Regions from separate parts of the Sus scrofa genome. Here region 1 is linked to region 2. The links are chromatin contacts, called in public Hi-C maps. All regions are on one chromosome and are shown on one strand. The core of a region is the stretch at or near the end of the contact, and the rest is flanking DNA. Distances in the headings are between cores, read along the strand shown.

Evidence for each region. Hi-C and Micro-C count contacts between places; a contact is called where the count stands out from the background.
Region 1: a contact with region 2 is called in a Hi-C map of liver, with 4 times the contacts expected there. The contact joins the promoter of C14H1orf131 here to the promoter of EXOC8 in region 2. A contact is called at or near these places in 1 of 5 promoter capture datasets (liver), 9 of 47 Hi-C or Micro-C datasets (alveolar macrophages, brain, heart right ventricle and 3 more) and 2 of 2 datasets of contacts at active chromatin or transcription factors (alveolar macrophages and skeletal muscle).

What each region holds. Positions count from the first base shown.
Region 1 is chr14:59,238,865-59,242,447 of Sscrofa11.1, reverse strand. C14H1orf131 reads right to left here and starts at 2,105. Exons shown (of 7, transcript XM_001925586.5): 1 at 1,787-2,105. The coding sequence starts at 2,105. It overlaps GNPAT (glyceronephosphate O-acyltransferase), which reads left to right and starts at 2,145. Exons shown (of 16, transcript NM_001185140.1): 1 at 2,145-2,222. The coding sequence starts at 2,145.
Region 2 is chr14:59,190,508-59,194,010 of Sscrofa11.1, reverse strand. It overlaps EXOC8 (exocyst complex component 8), which reads right to left and starts at 1,666. Exons shown (of 1, transcript XM_005674519.3): 1 at 1-1,666. The coding sequence starts at 1,464. It overlaps SPRTN (SprT-like N-terminal domain), which reads left to right and starts at 1,790. Exons shown (of 5, transcript NM_001243554.1): 1 at 1,790-2,300; 2 at 3,288-3,387. The coding sequence starts at 2,080.

The DNA of each region.
Region 1 (3,583 bases), core at 856-3,355, 48 kb before region 2:
TCTTTCTAAGTTTGCCGGTAGGTACCACAGTCTTCCTATTTCCTTTCACAGTTACGAAGTAAGATGAACCTAAGACAGGTGGATTAATTTGAATGTCTTTATTTTCCACTAAATCTCATATATCCTGTTTCAGCTGTTCAAATTCTGACCAGTCATCTGAAGGTTCTGACAAGAATTTTAGGCCTCATTACTCACCTACAGTATGAACATCACAGAGCTCTCTAAATATCAGCTGACCATTTATGTTTGCTTCTATGTACTCTGTCTTTTGTTCAATAAATACATACTAAGAGTCAACTCGACTACACTTCAGCAATAGAGATACAAAACTGAGTGGCTATAGCCCATGCCTTCAGGGCTCTGAGCATAATTTCCAGCCAGTGTTAACTCTATTGAGGATTTTGCAGAATAGTCTTTTCTCCTAGGTCTTCTCAAGGCCAGAAAGTAAGTCTTCTCTATCTTCTAACATTCACAAGGGCATATAGATATCCTGTCCACTGCCCAAGTCAATACAAGTTCAGGAGAGTGGAACCAGACAGTGTGGGGCTTGGGACTCAGGCTCTGCAAACGACTAGCTGAAGTTCAGCAAGTTATTTGATCTTTAGTGCTTGTTTCTACAACAATGGGATCAGTTTTGTAGTAATGACCTTTTTTTTTTTTTTTTTTTTTTGTCTTTTTGTCTTTTTAGGGCCGCACCCACAGCATATGGAGGTTCCCAGGCTAGGGGCTGAATTGGAGCTACAGCTGCTGGCCTACGCCACAGACACAGCAACGCCAGATCAGAGCCACGTCTGTGACCTACACCACAGCTCACGGCAACGCCGGATCCTTAACCCACTGAGTGAGGCCAGGGATCAAACCCACAACCTCATGGTTCCTAGTCCAATTCATTTCCACTGCACCAAGACAGGAACGCCTGTTTTGTAGTAATGGTCTTAATGGCAATATCTGTTTCCTAGGATTGCTGTGGAAATTAAATGAGTAAATACATGAAAAACATGGAGTATATGGTAAATGCGCAATACTTTTGAAGCTATTATTCCCACTGATTAATGAGCTTAGAATTTTGAGCCCCAAAATAAACTAGTAAGATCACACTACAAATTGAAGAAACATGTTTGGCTTTTAAAGGCACTTTTCCCTTAAGATTACCTGTGGTGCAGGAACAAGTGATGTCACCTTCCCTGGGGCAAGTTCTTCAGAGTGTGCGGAACTTCTAACTGAAGTGCCAAGCGCATATATATTCAGTGGTAAGCCTTTTTATTTTTCTCTTCCCCAATCAAGATAAAGGAGAGCATAAGTCCGCCAACTTATGGGTGAAAGGTCGTGAAAAGCTTCATGTGCAAACGATGGCAGGGAACACCAAAGGATGAGGCCCTCAGGACAAGGTGGCATCATGCCCCAGGGTTAGGCGGGTCTGTGGGGTGGCGTGGGGGAAAGGGGGCTTCCCAGAAGTCCGGAATAAGTGAAAAAGATGCTATTTCGAGAGCCCAAGGTTCTGTGGACATCTCCCCGTTAGGTCCGAAAGGTCTGGCGCTTCCCACAAGCAAGCGGATTGGTCCCCACACTCAGGGACGAGTTGGGAGGTTTGATTCATAAAGACAACTCAACAGAGCCGGGTCGTGGGGGAAGGAGAAGGGTGATCTCAGACGGACCCACTGTCGGAACCAGTTTGGAGGAGCTGATCTTTAGCTTGAGAGAGGGCGCCGGCCCAATTCGGTGCGCACTGGAGACCCTCGGCTTCTCAAGTTCGCTCTCCACGTGGGTTCCGAGGCCCCGCACTCACCAAAATCGTAGAGGTTCTGGAGCAGAGCATCCAGCAGGGTCTGAGAGCCGGGAGACGCGGGGGTGGGTAGGCCCGGATCCTGCGCCATCGTGGGGCCGGCCACGAGGAAGGAGCCCCGGACTCGCGCCGTGCGGCGCCCAGCTTCCGGGGTCTGACGAGCTGCGCGCGCGCCACAAGTCCCCGCGCGGCTTCCGTCCTGGCTAAGATGGCGGCGCCCGGGGTGTCTTGGAGCGGCCGCAGAGGGTGCTGCCGCCCGAGGCGAGGTCGGGCCGCCCCGCGCGGAAGAACCGCCCCCAGCGGCAGTAGCACCACCGTCTAGCTAAGAATTCCAGTTCACGCCCGGAACTGCAGCTGCAGTATGGATTCTTCCAGTTCATCCAACTCTTGTTTCTCCGTTGGCTCCACCAGTCCCGGCGCTGTCTTGCTCCTCTACTCGGTAGGTACCCAGAGTAGCACAAGGTCCCGGGCGGGGCCGCGAGAGACGACCCCTCCCTCCTCCCGTTCCCGACTGCCTCGGGGCTGCGACCCCCTAGCCCAAAAGAGTGGGTCCAGAGACCCCCTGGAGGGGTTAGGTGGTTCATTTGGTTTCCAAGGCAACGGTGTATCGCCGCGTGTGTGATGTCAATGTGCTTTTAGAAGTTTCTCCCGGTGATGGTTCCTCTGGTTCCTTTCCACTCGTTCCTTCCCTTTCACTCCGCCCGGCGCTGGGCCTTCAGAAGCACCTGACCCACGGACGAGAGGAGGGATCTGGGGTCTCTCCGTCTGCAGCCCGGGCGCGTCGGGCTACCTTCTGGGCAAACGTGAGAAGCCTGCAGTCTGACTCCGCCTCAGCTAGCCAGTGGCTGTCCAAGCCGCTCTTTTGTGGCTGTGATATTCCCGGGAGGAAAAGTATTTGGCTTGAGGGTGGGCATCGACATTCTTTATGTTTTTAACCTAAGAAGATTTGGAACTTCTGGAAATTTCTATCGTGTTTTTGTCTTCCATCCTCATTGCACTTTTTCTACAAGTCGTTTTGGAAGACAACTAATGCCACCCAGTCTATCTACAATTTGTCCTTTCACCACCCACCCCAATCCCCTTTCCTGACTTTAGCCGGCCTTTTTTTGTTTGTTTTGTTTTTTTGTTTTGTTTTGTTTTTAACCAACGGAATGTTGGTCATTCACAATTTTTGTAGAGAAATTCTTAAGTGGAAGCTTTGTAGCTCTCAGGATTTACAACCCTGGGCAACTGACTTTTTTTTGTTAAACCACTAAATTAGTTTTTATTTGCTTTAGGAGGAAATAAAAGAATGCACTTTAAAGGCATATTACCTTGTACTGGCTTAAATATAATGTTAATTTATGTAGGAAGGGGTAACAGGAAAACAAAAGAACAAGATAACCTAGTTTCTTTTTTTCTTTTCTTTTTGTTGGCCACAAGGAGCAATGGCTTGATATGAGATTTCAGTTCACAGACAGGGATTGAACCCCAACACAGCAGTGAAAGCACCAAGTCCTAGCCGTTAGATCACCAGAGAACTCCCAGCAAACCAGTTTCAAAAGAGAATATATAGAGAGTTCCTGTTGTGGCTCAGCAGTAACGAATCCAGCTAGTATCCATAAGGATGTGCATTGCATCCCTGGCCTCACTCAGTGGGTTAAGGATCCAGCATTGCCATGAGCTGTGGTGTAGGTTGCAGACATAGCTCAGATTACAGAGTTGCTGTGGCGTAGGCCGGCAGCCACAGCTCCGATTTGACCCCTACTAGCCTGGGAACTTCCATATGCTGCACTTGCGGCCCTAAAAAAAAAAAAAAAA
Region 2 (3,503 bases), core at 417-2,916:
GTAGCAGCCCCCGTCGGTGCCTGCGAAGTCCGCCTCAAACTCCCTGGCCGTCTCGAGAAGGCTGGTGAAGAAGACGTGGCAGAGCTTGTGAATATAGAGTAAGGTGGCACCCTCGATGCGAAGCTGGCGGATTGCGGTATGCACAGCTGCTGCCCTGTTTCTCAAGAACAGCTCGCAAGCCTTAGTGCACTGGCCAAGCCGGATTAGTTGAGAAACGGCCCGACGCGTAGCCTTGGGACCGCCTCTCAGGGACCGATCCGGGGAGAGTTCAAAAACCAGCACCTCGGTGAGCTGGCGGACACGCTCATCCACTCTGGCCCTCAGTTCTTTTACAGCAGGTGGACTGGGCTTATCTTCCAGGTACTGGTTCAACTTATCCAGCAGGTCAACGGCCCCTTCAAAGTCCCTCTGGGCGATGCAAACATCCAGGTCTTCGGGCAATTCCTGGATCCATTCCATTGAGAGGTCCACCTTCTCTTCTTCCGCCTCAGGAACAGCTGGTTCGTCGTCGTCTTCATCTTCAAACGGGTTGCTGGCCTTGGAAGTCACTTGGGGTGGCCCTCGAGGGGCCGCTGCCTCCTCCTGCTCCCTGCGTCTTTTCTCACTGAGGGCCCTCTTGGTTTCCTCCAACACTTCCAGCCACTCGCGTTTGATTTTTGCATTTTCCGCCTGAAAAATACGACTCTCGGGAAACATTAGCAACTTGAACATGTCCTTCATGGGGGGATTGTCCTTGACATTGACTACGGCCAAACCATCCAGGGGATAGAGGGCGTCGTAGCGATACATCCCCCGCCGCTGTGGCAACCAGGTGGCCACCAGCAAACAGTCGTTCATGAGAAAGCCGTGCACTCGCTGCAACTGGGCCATATGATCCGCCTCGTATTCCACCAGGTCCCCGTTGTACACCAGGTACTGTCCCGGCGTCTCCAGCAGGTGCCTGCAGCCTTCCACCTTCTCCAGCAGAGTGGTAAGAGTGCGCTGCTTCCCTTCCTCGCCCGGACCAGAACTGTCGCGGGAGGCGCCCCCGGGACTTGGGAAAAAGCCAGCCTGGCCCCGGAGGTGATCGCGGCCCCCCGCGCTGCCTCCACCCTCCTCCCCTCCGGAGGCGGTGGCGGCCCCAGCAGCGGCTGCGGCGGCGGCCGGCAGCAGGGTGAGCGGGATGCTCTCCAGGTTGCTCTTCTGCTCGGTCAGCAGATGGCTAAGCTGGTACATCTCGCTCTCCAGGTAGGAGATCTCGCGGGCCGTCTCTATGAACTGCCGGTAGTTCTGGTAGACGTTACGCTTCAGGTTCTGCGCCGTCTCCTCCGCCAGCGCCTGGATGCGCTGCCGGTGCTCCTGCAGGTCCCGGTCCCCGTCCGACTGCTGCGAGAGCTGCTTCACGTACAGCCGCGCCTCGAAGCTGCCCGACTCCAGCTGCCGCCGCAGGCGGCTCGCCCCACTGTCTGACATCGCCATCGCCATTTCCGTCGGGGACTCACGTAGTCACTGTCACTATTACTACCGCCGCCGCTGCCGCCGCCGCCACTGTCGAGGCCCACCCAACCCGGCCGAGTCCAGGGCTGAGGAAGCAGGATGGAAGACAGGCGAGTACGCCTGCGCCCGGGTCTGAAGTCCGGACACTGCGCCTGCGCAAGATGCCCCTCGCAAACAGCGCGCCGGCGCAGGGTCGCCAGTGGCCTAGGGCGCATGCGCCGGAGAAGCTCCTGCGGAAGCGAGTGGAGGGCGGAGCAGCGAGGTGTAGATACTGCGCATGGGCCGAGCATGACGTTGATGTTTGACCGTACCCGCGAACCGTAAAGGCGGTATCCGGCTACTTGAAACCTTCCTCGGGCTCAAGCTTCGGGAACCCAAGTGTTGAGCCCACTAGGAGGTGTCATGCTGAATTTTCTTTGTTGTTTTAAGCCCTAGAATCTTGACTGGAGTTCGGGGCACGCTCGGTTCTCTTTCTCGAGCCGGAGTTTACTAGGTCTCGCGAGATCTGTGGCCTGACCCGAGAGTGGCCTGGGAGCTGGTATCTCCTAGGAGCACGGCTAGGCTCTCTGAGCCATCTGGACTCCGCCTGGTAGCCGGGCAGCCATGGATGAGGACCTGGTTCTGGCTCTTCGGCTTCAGGAAGAGTGGAACTTGCAGGTCTCGGAGCGCAATCCGGCCCAGGAGCCCCTGTCGCTGGTGGACGCGTCCTGGGAGTTGGTGGACCCCACGCCGGATTTGCAGGCCCTGTTTGTGCAGTTCAACGATCGTTTCTTCTGGGGCAAACTGGAGGCGGTGGAAGTGAAGTGGAGCGTGCGGATGACGCTGTGAGTGCCGAGCCCGCCGGGACCGGACAGCTGGCGGCCCTTCCGCTGCCCCGGCGCCGGGGCAGTGACCCGGGTCGGGTCTAGGGACAGCCAGCCGTTCTCGGGCTTCCTCTCCCTTCCCTTCCTTCCTCTCTCACTGCCCTTGGTTAGCTCTCAGAAAGCCGTGTGGCCCACCCCGCGGCGATCTGACCGGTAAGGAACACAGTGAGAGAGAAGGATGTTTCTCAGTTTCCAGGAAAATGAGTTCACCCCTTTCCCCTTTCTGATCTAGGACCCAGGAGGGAGAAACAGCCAGAATCGGCCCCTAAAGATGCTGAGGGCGCCGGGAAGTGTGCTGTCCTCAGCTGTGGTCTTTACGGCGCCGCTGCCTTGCAGTGAGCCGTGTGTCAGCTTGGGAAGGGGTCTATGTTTCCATAACTTTGGGACGCGGGGGTCTTCCGGGAGCCCTGTGAAAGGACCCTTTTCTTACCCGCTGAGTTGGAGAAAACCCCTTTTGAAATAAACGACTCCTGTACACCAACGGAGTTAACAAGTTTAAGGTGTAGCTGAACACTACCTGCTAGTTTTTGAATTGATACAAAACCACCTAGAATAAGGAGTTAAGATATGATATGAAGTTGCGTTGAAAGCACAGTTCTCCTTCATATATAATTATAATTTCGGAGGAACACTAGTGGAGATCTGGCCCTTTCCACCACAGACTGGTTGATTACACCTTTTAGGGAGAGGACAGGCAGCAGCAGGATGGGATTATCTTTGAGCTGCCTGGTTAGAGTAAGGGAGGCCACTGCTGTTCCCATTTCTCCCTGACCCCGCGGAGTTGCAAGCATCTCTCAGCAAAGAGGGTCTATTTTCAGGAAGGCCATCTGCCATGGAGTTCGCCCTCAGCCTGAACCACCCAAGAACGTGTAAGGATTTGCTCTCTCCTGTTTGATTCCCTCCTGTGTACATTCGGTGAATTACAGATTTGGGATGGTTTTCTTCCAGGTGTGCTGGGATCTGCAGCTACGAAGGGAATGGTGGAATGTGCTCCATCCGGCTCAGTGAACCCCTTTTAAAGTTGAGGCCCAGGAAGGATCTTGTGGAGGTATTTTCTGCATAAACCTGATGCTTAACTCAGTAATTTAGAAATGCTTATTATGGATTTAGACTGCTGTGAATTAACCTGTACATGTGGGAAAAAAAATCAGTTTTCTCTCATTG